Regions from separate parts of the Mus musculus genome. Here region 2 is linked to region 1. The links are chromatin contacts, called in public HiChIP or PLAC-seq maps. All regions are on one chromosome and are shown on one strand. Each heading gives the region's core, a stretch centred on a gene start, on an enhancer-like site or on the middle of the called end of the contact. The rest is flanking DNA. Distances are from core to core; before and after follow the strand shown. Region 1 overlaps Ptch1 (patched 1). Region 2 has its middle 10 kb from the start of Gm30950.

The links. HiChIP or PLAC-seq counts read pairs in DNA pulled down with a chosen protein or histone mark.
Region 2: a contact with region 1 is called in an H3K27ac HiChIP or PLAC-seq map of neural progenitor cells, with 4 times the contacts expected there. The contact joins two enhancer-like sites. A contact is called at or near these places in 7 of 484 Hi-C or Micro-C datasets (the BV-2 cell line, Sertoli cells, cardiomyocytes and 4 more) and 8 of 115 datasets of contacts at active chromatin or transcription factors (astrocytes, craniofacial prominence, embryonic hindbrain and 3 more).

The regions. Positions count from the first base shown.
Region 1 is chr13:63,546,261-63,552,137 of GRCm38.p6, forward strand. Ptch1 (patched 1) reads right to left here. Exons shown (of 24, transcript NM_008957.3): 3 at 1,736-1,925. Among named protein-coding and RNA genes, the nearest start is that of Ptch1, 17 kb to the right of the region's middle. Within about 2 kb of position 3,046, at least 44 of the 459 cell types and tissues checked have an H3K27ac peak or open chromatin away from gene starts, as enhancers often do. A contact at or near this core is called in neural progenitor cells, where this site is marked.
Region 2 is chr13:63,914,578-63,920,454 of GRCm38.p6, forward strand. No RefSeq gene overlaps it. Among named protein-coding and RNA genes, the nearest start is that of Gm30950, 10 kb to the right of the region's middle. Within about 2 kb of position 2,789, at least 151 of the 459 cell types and tissues checked have an H3K27ac peak or open chromatin away from gene starts, as enhancers often do. A contact at or near this core is called in neural progenitor cells, where this site is marked.

The DNA.
Region 1 (5,877 bases), core at 1,796-4,295:
CTGTTCATGCCTGGCTTTGTCTGTTTCTACCTGTACTGACTGTATTTCTCTCCCTGGTATCATTCATTCATTCATCCGCCTATCTCTCCCCTCCGACACTTATCAACCCATCGATCAGGTAAGTGTTCTATGTGTTTCGCATGTGCACACACACACACACACACACACACACACATACACACACCCCAATATAAGTGGGTCTTCAGCACCACCTGACCAGCTGAATCTCTGCATTTGTTTGAGAAAGATGCCCACTGATTGTTCATTGGACATGAATCCAGAAAACAGCATTTGAAACCCGGCTTGATCTTTGACCTTGGACAAACACTCCATTTATTCTCGTTTTCATTTTTTTTTTCACCTAAAATATGCAAGTGCTCACTAGACAAGGGTTCTCTCCTATGCATAACTCTGAGTCCATCTTAGTTAACTTCACAGAACCTTAAATCTTGTCCTGAAGCATATGGCAGACAAGTGCTTCAGAATAGGCAGGTCTTAGCATATGTGTGTGGAATAACCCTGGGAGACCAGGTTCTCCACAGGGCCTCTGACTGCAAACTTTCCCATCTAGACCAGACAGTTACTCTACACTGAACACTCCTGATAGGAGGAGACCAATTCCTGAACACGTCCCATATTTCCCAATCCCCTTTTCTACAAATATCTGACCTTGCCCTACTCAACAATGGGCCAGGTATATGTATGGCTCCTATTTTAAAATAATAGACAGTATAGATGTATTTAAGAAAAAAAAAGATGTTAATTTTGTTTTAAAACTCTCTTATTATCAATCTACCTCACTCAGACATCCGGGAGAGACTCAATGCTCACCCCTCCATTTGCTTTGTGACCAATTGAATTCTTCCCTTTATCGTCCCTCTCATCCACCTCTTCGCCCTACCCATTGTCGACTGAGGCTATGCAAAACATAACTGCTCCAAAGAAAGGTTCAGTAAGAGATAATTTACCAAGTTAACAATATATTCAATTTAGGGGGAAAAAAACTTAAGCAAATGAGATATAGCCCAGGTAAGAAGTCCCGCAATAGAATCATATTCACTTGTAGACCACACCAAGATACTCATTCAAAGTACATTATAGCGGCAGAAGAGAAGGCTCAGAGGTTAAGAGGACTTGTCATTCTTGCGGGTGACCTGGGTTTGGTTCTCAACTCACATGGCCGCTCACCCTCTCTAACTCCAGTTCCAGACTGCCCACGTGTGGCACACAGACACACATGCAGGCAAATATTCATACACATTTTTTAAAAAAAAGCTTGAGCACATCTCCAATCTGAAAGCTCGACATCTGAAAAGCGCAAGAATCTGAAACCTTCTGACACCAACGGGGACCGCAAATAGGACATTCTATACCACGAAACTCCATTTTACACACAAAAATAAATATTAAAATACTGAGACATATGTCAATCCTGTCTTCAGTCTTTAATCCTGCCCCCAATATATTATTACCTACATGGAAATACTCTAAAATAAACTTTTAAATGTTTGAGACACTTCTGGGTCCCAAGAGCCTTGGATAAGGAATATTCAGTGTGTACTATCTCACTGTTGAACTCTATAAAACAAATCAAGATGGAGACGTGTTCAGTGGCAGCGCTGAGAATTATCACCTGTAAAACCTTGGGTTCTAAAAGGTTAACAAAAAACTGCTGGAACTAATCCAGTACAAGGGACCTACCTGCTGTACCTGTGCAGGTGACACAGGGCCTTACCTGTTATACATGTAGACGTGCACACGACTGGCCTGGAGTGCTGAGTCCAGGTGTTGCAGGAGAGCCTCTGTGGTCAGAACATTAGCGCCTTCTTCTTTTGGAGTCTGTATCATGAGTTGAGGATTAAACATAGCCTCTTCTCCTATCTTCTGACGGGTATAATTTAATTCTCGACTCACTCGTCCACCAACTGACAAACACAGATAGGTATCGATCAGAACAGAACTCACCTCAAACTCGTGTTGTCTCACTTGGGACAAACTAGCAACGAAACTTGAGTTAGCAGCAACGATGGCTTTGCAAATGGTTAAGTGTAAACTGCCACACACCCAAATCTACTAGATACAGTCTGACTGACAGATTGTGTCTAAGGGGGAAGGGAGTGTGGAAACTCCATACATACACCTTTTCCCTGCAGACCAGACCAAAATACCATGTTAGTCTCTTCCTTGCATAAACAATGTGGGCTGCAGCACCTTTCATGATGGCTTCAACTTACAGTCTTAAGTAGTCTAGCAAAGGTAACACAGAAAAGTTACTCCTCTGTGAAAAAAAACCACAGGAAGATGGTCATTGTGTTCAGAACACAACCCGTGGGCAGATAAAAACTGTGATTCAAGTCAGAAGGGCCAGGGGAACTCCAAGGCTATTGCAGTCAGCCCCTGGAACCTGGTTCCATCAGAACCACCTGGTCAGCATCCAGAATGCACAGGTGTCAGGCTCTGAGTCACTTGGAATGCAGCCTGTGTCTGCAAGCTCCTAGGTGACGTTGGACCTGCTACTGAGGCCAAGGAGGTGTGCTATCTACTGACTCCAACCTGGATCTACTACAAGTTGGCTAAAGCTAGGCATGCTGGTATCCAGGTCCAGTTGACCGTGTTTTAAAACTATTTTTACTCTGGCTCTCCTTTCTGCGTACTTATGTACACTGAATTTTGGGAGCAAACCATGCTCAGAATGCCAGCCCTGCCTGTTCTGAGAGACTTCCTGGGAAGACGGGGGACAGAGGATCTGCCTTCCACGGTCTGACTAGTTCCCAAAGTCACTGATAAGCTCAGAGTTTCTGAGAAGCAGGCCTGAGGCTGCAGCTGGGAAAGAACTCAGTGATTGTCACTTTCCCACGAGGAGGAATCCTTTTTCTTCAAGTTTAGTATTCAAGGACATAAACATTTGGTTTGGGAAAGTAAGTAAGTACTGAGAACAGTGGGGTGTTTGGTTCTCTTGGCATATTTTATAAACAAGGGGGCAGGCTAAAAAGCAAACAATGCCCTCATTAGGAAAACTAGTGCAGAATCTCGAGCTGGCAGGACCCTATGTGTAGATCTCACAGAGCCGCCAAGGCCACCACGGAGCTCTGAGGTGAGGCTGTGGGAGGGGGGCAGCAAAGGGTTCATGAAAAGTATTCCAAGTGTGCAGACAGCTTGACGAATGCTAAGGGGAATGGCTGAGGGCTTCACCAATGTCAAGTTATGGAAAAGGAGAACTGGGGGTGTGGCTCAGTACCAGCCTGGCAATCACCAAGTCCCAAGTTCCAGCCTCGGCACCAGGGAAACTCTGGGAAACAATCTGGAACAGAGGGTGCACCCCTCTCTACTACCCAGACAGCCAGAGTCAGAATACAGACTTCCAGCCAACTAGCCAACTGAACTTGACATCTGTGGGTGTAGAGGCACCCGGAAGCTAAGCAGTCAATGTCTAGTTCAGGTCACTGCTGAAGAAGTACAAGGCCACACAGGAGGGACCACCACCCCACATCTGCTCAACTTCTCATTTTTCCTGGTGATGTTACTACACCTCAAGCCCCTCCAGTCCCTTGCTTTCTGTGACTAGATCCTGTTCAGCACACTGTGCATGTTTGCTTTTAAAATTAAAACCTGGGTGACCTCAAACCATGGGGCATAAAACAATAACAACAACAACAATTTAAAATAAAAATCAAGCAATGGAGTCCCTCCTTCCCTAACACACAACTGCATTTACAGCAAGGATCTATCCATGCAAATCATGACAGTTTGACCAAGTTCTACCCCTGACCCCAGAGACTAGAGCAGAAGTCTATCACTATCTACAGCACCCAATATGAATGCTCAGAAAAACAAAGAAACCCAGAACATGGCATACGTCACACTGCTGAGGTCATCAGTGTACTCTCTCCAACTAAATTCCCGTGAAAGGGGATTCAGAAAGGATTCTCAAAGTAGGGAACATGTAACTCTTGGGCTCTATTACCACCCTATGGTGTATGTTAAAACCAATGCATTTTAAAAGCAACTTGACATCCATGTTTTCTTGAAGGGTTCATGTTTTTGTTCTCTTTGCTCTAGTAGCAAATATTTGTGAGTCTCCCTTTGAAAGATTTATTATTCCCAGTCACGGGTGTATTGGTGTGCCTGTGGGCTATGCATATATATGAGTATGGGCACTCAGAGAGGACTGCCCTGGAGCTGGAGTTACAGGTGGTTGTGAGCTAGCCTATGTGAGTGCCGGGCACTGGGTTTACTCTGCTCTTTTAACTGATGGGCCCTCTCTCAGTTACAAATTTTATTGATGTGACAATCAGTACGAGCCATGCAAGACCACAACCACTACTGATAAAGTGGAACAACTCTTGCAAGAATGTATGCTGAGCTCGACCTGGGGTCCTTGATGATACTTCTAACGTTTCACTTTGTATTAATTGAGCAGTTTGTTGTTGTTTGTTTGTTTGTTGCCAAAATGACTGGCTAACTTCAGAACAGTTAGCTGCTGTTCATTTCATGTTAACCACAGTTGTTTAAACAACTCAAGTCATCAAGGCAGCATCTATCTCTGGGTCCATATGGTGTATGGCATGTGGTGAGTGTTATGAGCAGAAATCACTGGTGGACAGGACTAGGCATTCTTCCCTTTCTACTGTTCCACTGTAAGAGGGCTATAGGGACAGTGACATGAACAGGCAATGATAAGAAAACCAAGTGTCCTGAGGGAACGTAAGGTGGTGAAGGGCAAAGAAAAATTGGTATTTAGTGACTTTGTAGAGCTGGGGCCGTTGTTCTGATGCAGGAGGCAGCAACTTGCAGAGCTCAGTCAAACTGAGTGAAATCAGGGAGACTCTGATTGTGGTTGTTCCTCCGTCAGTTATGAAGCAGATGTATCACACAGGCACTAAGCATCGAAGCAGCAGACCTATTTCCAGCACTGCCCTCGGAGGAGGGAGATTTGGGAAGGTCGTAATGGGGATATAAGAGGCAGTACTGGTCTGATCCAACTACCCTGCCAGCCTTCTCACACAGGGAGTGTGTATACCTCAGACGTGGCAGGAAGTATCAAATTCCATATTCCAGAGTGTACTAAACCCATGGTTTAAGCTTTGGGAATGTAGATAAATAGCTTCCATCTCACTTAAAAGGCAGTAATGTTACCTTCAGTGTTTTATTGTCAGGAAAGAAGCTGCACCCTTTAATGGAGCCCCATGGGACCATGGCTCTATTTTCCTTCTGGTCCCCCAGAGGGTCCTAAGTTTTCTTTCTTTTAAATTCTCCATCTCATTCCCCACAAATGTAAAGCTGACACCAGTGCTTTGAAAGAGTACAAGCATTGCTTCTGCAATGAATTTCTCAGTCAGGCTCGTCTACCCTTGTCTCCTCAAACCAGCCACCATGGTTTTCCAAAGGGACGCATGGGGTGAAGCATTCGATCAAGCCATACCCTCTGGAGGGGTGCTCTTCCAGTCTACTCTGGACATGAGATGCCTCCCCTTGACGTCCCCTGCTGGACAGCCACTGCCTCTCACACAGCCTAAGAAAAAGATGTCACAATGAAAGCTTTCACCGAAAGCTTCCTGTGAGCTACGGAAAGATGGTCTGAGGGTCTAAAACAAGGTGGTGTGTTTTCCTCATGAATTCCACGTCTTTAAGGGAGACCCATCTCCTATCCACTTATCTTCATGACTAAATGACAGAGGCAAACCAGGAGCATGGCACACACTCAAGAGTGCTGTTGCACAAATCAATGAATGAACAGCCTCAGTACAGAGCCCTGGGAACAGGCAGTCATCTGTACAAGATATTAATTCCCCACAAAGCCCCAAAAAGTCAGTCAGTCAAAACAAATGACCCTTTCAGCCTGAAAGTACCCACTCAGAGTCCAATTAGGAAAGAGGG
Region 2 (5,877 bases), core at 1,539-4,038, 370 kb after region 1:
GAAAAAAGGAAGGAAGGAAGGAAGGAAGGAAGGAAGGAAGGAAGGAAGGAAGGAAGGAAGGAAGGAAGGAAGGAAGGAAAGAAGGAAAGAAGGCCAAGGAGGTCACAGCAGAGTTCAAGTGGCTTGTGTGAAGGCTAAAGTGGAAGGCTGGTTAAAATGAAGACTCCTGGCAGTGGTAAGAGATTAATGAACCAGGTGCTGGTTACAGAGTCACAGCAAGTGACCAGTTTAGTTGAGTATTTTGTCCTAAAACGTCCAGTTACCTCTTTGGTGTGTACCAGTTACCTGTACCTGGAACTGAAACATTCCTGGGGGAAGGCCTGTTACCACTCAGAAAGGAAACAACTTGAGTGTCAGGAAGGTCCTGAGCAGTGGTCCCGCGCCCCAAGCCATGCGTGCGAGAGAGAGAGAGAGAGAGAGAGAGAGAGAGAGAGAGAGAGAGGGAGAGAGAGAGAGAGAGTGTGTGTGTGTGTGTGTGTGTGTGTGCCTGCGTGCGTGCATACCAAGAGGCACAAACACCTTTGCAAAGCTTGAGACCCTCCAAACCCGGTCTGTCGTGCCCTCGGACCTCAGCTTCAGCCCTCTGCCCCTCCGTTGTTTAATGTTGAGACAAGTCAACTTGAAGCTGGATAATAAATGAATTCCAGCTTGAGTCTTGGCAGGATTTGTTTTGCTTGAGGGAAGTTGTTTATGCTAACGGGTCCCCCCTCTGCATAGTTAGATTTATATTAAACAGAGTCTTGTCCATCATCTGGATACTGCTGTAAACAAGATAATCTTTGTCTACCAGGAAAGAGCCTGATGCCAATAACTTTAAATAAACACAAGCACCAGTTTTGTATTTACATTGTCTGAGGTAACCACTGGCAAAAGCTGTTAATGGCGCCATCGGCCTTTCTCTGGCTAAGGTAGTGTTGCCTTTCCTGCTGACCTTGCTCATACAGAACTAGCTCTGGGGGGGGGGGGGATGGGGTGGAGATCTCCTCCTTAGCATATGGGTGCTACACCCAGGCCTGCATTCTTTTGTGTGGTTTTGGCATTTTAAAATTCCACTTAAATATCATGACCTCTTTTTGTGCAGGGTAAAATGGGGGTATGGATTGTTGGGGGGGGGCAGTTATTAGTCAGGAATCAAGTCTTAAACTTAAGCTATGAATGCCTCCCAGGGCCAGGCTTATGGGTACAAGTGGGCTCCAAGGTTATATTATTAATGAGGCCATGACTCAGCTCTTTGGAAAGGATCAGTATACTGATTTACATTCCAGTTGGAGAATAACTGAAAATTTGCAGAGGTCTGGGTATCTTTTCAACAACAGAGAAGCCACAAGACACTAACTGCTCTTCATAGAGTGATAACCGATTTCTGTGAAAGAATGAAGACAAAGCCTTTCTTCTTTCCTTCCTGGCCTATCTTCCTTGCAAGGAAAATAAGAACTAGCTAGGCTGAGTGTAAAAGTCACACTCTACTACTAGAGTAGCCTACTGGAATGTTGTTTTGTGACAACATGTGGCCAGGTAACCAGACTGGCTTTGAAAGCCTGTCTTTGTCTCCTGGGTGATGGGATTTCACCACCTTGCCTGGCTTAAAATGTCTTCTGTGGTAGTAAATGTGCTGCTAACAGTCCAGGCTTCTAGTACACGGTGCTAGACACAAGTGTCCTTTTTATTTGCTTGATTTTGGAGCTTTCCATGGGTCTCACATAGCCCAGGCAGGCATCCAGACTCTATGTAGCCAAGAGTGTATCCCTCCCCAGTGCCAGGATTACAGGTGCACCCTTTAACTCCTCATTTTAAAAGAGCGAAACAAGCTACTTGTAGTGGAATACCATCAAGATGATGTTGGTAGGAGGTGCAATGCCTGAGGTAGGAAGCGGTGCCTGAGAATTCCATGAAGAAAGTGAGAAAGTTCCAGGTCCAGTGAGACCCTATCTCAAAAGATAAGGTGGAAATCGATGAAGAAAGACACCTGACACTGATCCATGGCTTTCCTGAGCACGCGCGCGCACACACACACACACACACACACACACACACACACTCTACAATGTTCCTAGGTGACAGGAACCTTGGGGAACCATTGGTATATAGGTTGTCTGCCCCCGAGAAGACATGATTGTGTGGATTGTGTGGCACGTGTCTAGAGTTAGCGCATATGTCAGCTGAGGAGTATACTGTCTGACACACTTTTTCCATGGCTCTATCTTGCTTAGTACAATGTATACTGACAGATGTTCAATATCCAACATCAACTGGTAGGACAGCTATGCTCAAGCAGACTACACTGCAGACAAAGAACCCCCTTGCACTGGATTCCCTAAGCTGAATATCTCCCCCACCCCACCCCCCACCCCACCCCCCACCCCCGGCCAGGACCTCAAGGTGGCAGATTTTTAGGTTCCTAGGGAAATGCCTTCTGGGGGCAATGATAGGAAATCCTGTCTCCTCCTCTTCCTCTCTTTTACCAGCTGGGCTGTGGCTTCGACATGATTGGACTCTGTCAAACATTGCCACCATGATACCTTCCTTCCCACAGGCCCAAAGAACTGGGCTAAGTTCATCGTTGTCCAGAGCCTTAAAGCTGTAAGTCAAGAGAAACCTTTGTCTTTTATAAGTTGATCATCCTGAGTGTTTGCTACAGTGGCAAAAAGCTGATTCACACAACAAAAATGTGCGAGCCGACTTCTTTAATCAGAAGCTGCCCTGCCACAGCTCAACGGGCCAGGGCTGCTCTGAGGTGGCTGTGCTCCAGGCTCTGCTGCCCAGAGCTGGCCTCTCGTGCCAAGTCCTGCCTCATTTCGTCTCAGCAGCGCCATAAATACTTCTTGAATTTAACTGCTTCATTCTTTCTGCACACACTGGAGCTCACACTGAAATAAAAGAAGCTCAACGTCTTTCCAAGTTCCCACAGGGCTCCAGTTGGATCCAGCTTACTCCTGTTTGAAGTCTGCAGTCAAGGATGGGTACTCGTGAGGAGAAAGTACAGAGTCTTGCTCGTGTTTCCTAAAAGAAGTTCGCACCTAATCACCTCCTCCTCCAGCCCTGGTCTCCTGTGCCCAACAGGTCCTTATTTGATAAATGCAAATACTATATCCAGCCAAGTCAAAGGACTCCTCCAACCGTGCTGGGGAGATAATTAATGTCTCAGGGCAGTGTGGGGGGGGGGGGGGCAGCTAGTGGGTGGGGCCCAAACCAGCCCTATTCTTGAAGAGAGTGTATTTCTTTCTGTAACCCCACCAAAAAAAAAAAGTGATTTTAATAATTCTGTTTGGCTCCCGTGTCTCATAAAAGATGTTTTGGGGGTGGCCCCAGCTTTGTGTGTGTGTGTGTGTGTGCTCTCTTTAGTTATAGGAACACACACTTTGGTAATCCATTTTTTTTTTTTATTCATCTCCTGGATACCAAAGGGCCCTCTAAGCCCTGGAAGCCCCCCTCTGACTTCTATTATGGATTTTTCTGGTTGCCAGTCATGGCCAGTTTGTTAGAATGAGGGCAGAGAGGGAGGGGGAAGGGAGAAGAGAGAGAGAGAGAGAGAGAGAGAGAGAGAGAGAGAGAGAGAGAGAGAGAGAGAGAGAGAGAGAGAGAGAGAGAGAGAGAGAGAGCGCGCAGGGGAGAGCCAGCTTGGGCAGGGAGGAGGAAGCAGAACAGCCTATGTGTGTGGTCCAGGCTGGTTCTCCCTTCACGAAATCCCGGGCTTCATTCCTGGCTCTGGCAAACTTGAGCGTCAGTGAATGAGTACCTTATCCGTTTTCTAAACACTGAAGAGGTTTGAAAGGGCTCTGTGGGCAGACTGTTACTATCGGCAAAAGAAAACAAGCCAGCGTATTTAGCTAAGCATTTTTAATATTTAAACATCATAACCTTCAGCTATGCAGGAGCAGTGGCTGGCAGCCAGGAAAGCTGGCCGAGGGAACTGGAGCTGCAAGTGTTCCTTCAGGTGGGTCTGCTGTCCCTTCGAGGGGCCAACAGGGCCTCCAGGCTTCCCACTGGCTCCAGACCTGTGTGCCTCATAGTGGCAGCTTGCAAGGGGAGTCATCCAGTCTTTTCATGAGCTTTGTGGTTTGATCCTAACTCATTGCTTCCCTATTCAAAAAGCAAGTCTCAGCAGACCTCCAGGAGAAAAGGAAACTGGGATAGCGAGGCAGGAACGTGAACAGGGAAGCTGTGGCCTCAGCATCAGGACCAGGTACAGCAAATATTATCCCTGTGGATGTGGCCTGTGCTCCCCACTCCAGAACTGAGGCCATAAAAACCTGCCTGGCCAGGGGCTGTGACAGACCACAGCTCCTCCACGGCGCTGGGGACCCCTCCCAGCCGGGACAGGATGGCACCAGACACCCGCCCACCAGACTCCATCCCACCAGCTGGAAGTGGCTTTCTGGTTTATGGAGCAAGACGGACCTGTAAAGTCAGTAATTCTCGGCGGCCAGAAGAAAGTCAGCTCCCCGCCCCCACTGGAGCCTGGGGAAGCTTCTGGAACCCCGCAGGCCACTGAGCCTGCCGGAGCTCAGCCAGGGCCTCCCAGGCCAGACACCCCCGGTGCCACCCGAGGGGCTGAATGGACTCCCTGTCTGCCAGAGCAAACAAGACCCCTGGGTGGGGCGCTGGGGCACAGCCTGGCGCAGACCAGGCCGGAGGTTACACAGGCCACAGGGGAGGACAGGGGACGTTTTCTCTCTGGACATTCCACTGGGGAAGGCCTGCCAAGGGCTTTGCCAAGGAACTCAGTCGGCCCCACCATTACGGATACACCAGTAAATGGCTCCATTCACAGAGGACAAGGCCCAAAGGGCCTTTCTAGTGCAATGCCTGCCCATTCCCCAGCCAGAGCTACCTCTTGCCAACCATAGGCTGCCACCCAAGGTTCCTGCTCTGGTTCAAGCTCACCCAGCTGCTCTGGGCTCTGAGATACATTTCCTGGCACAAAATTCCGGTTTCCTATTTATACAATATAAGTGTGGATCTGACCTGAAGGGCTGCTGCTGTGGGGATTTGTGATGGACCAAAGTAGTTCCTGGTCTAGAGACTGCCTGCGTATGGCTGTGATTGTTCTGACGTAAACTTTGGAATGGTTTTGCAGGGTCTCTAGATTTGCTGACAGCCCTAGGGCTGGCTAGAAATAGGAGGTAGGGGGAGCTCCCACTGGCAGGATGCTGGTGTGTGTGGGAAGGGGCAGAGGAAGGTATGACTATTTCCTATCTTTCAGTCTCCCCAGCTTGCCCGGGACGTGAAATCGTTTCCCGACACCCATGAAAGATGTTCTCTATGGCACACCTCCCCCCTTCCAGGAGACCAAAAATTAGTGAGGGGGTGTTCAAACTCCTCGGGTAAAATAGTGTGGTGTTCACATGTAGCCACCTCCTATTTGCTTATCATCTCTAGACTAACTGTTATCCAAATGGATTATATGCTGTGTACTGAATAATTCAATGAATAGGCAGAAAATGTGTCAGGCCAAATTCAGTACACAGATGTGATTTTTCCTCATTTTCCATCCACAGGCAGTTGAGTTAGATATGGAAATGGAGGTCTGACTGGGCTATCATCTGCCCCACACTGTTCTCTTGGCCCTAACCACAAGCAGCTCTAAGATCCCACCCTTTATAGCACCATTGCCTGTGACACTCAGCCTAAAATACACCTCTCTGAAGTCTGCAGGAGCCTGTGGTCAGCACTGTTCTGGAGCTCACCAGCTTGCAGGCAGTAGGAAGACCTTAGTGACTTAGTCAGGAGAGTAAATCTTGCAATCCCTGTTACTTTATGTAGATTATGTAGATGCTATGGCCCGCCAGGGAGGCTTCTTGTCTCTGTGATCTTAGACAATTTATTTCTCCAAAACATCCTAAGTTGGATGCCTACAGAATAAAGTGGGCAAAAGAG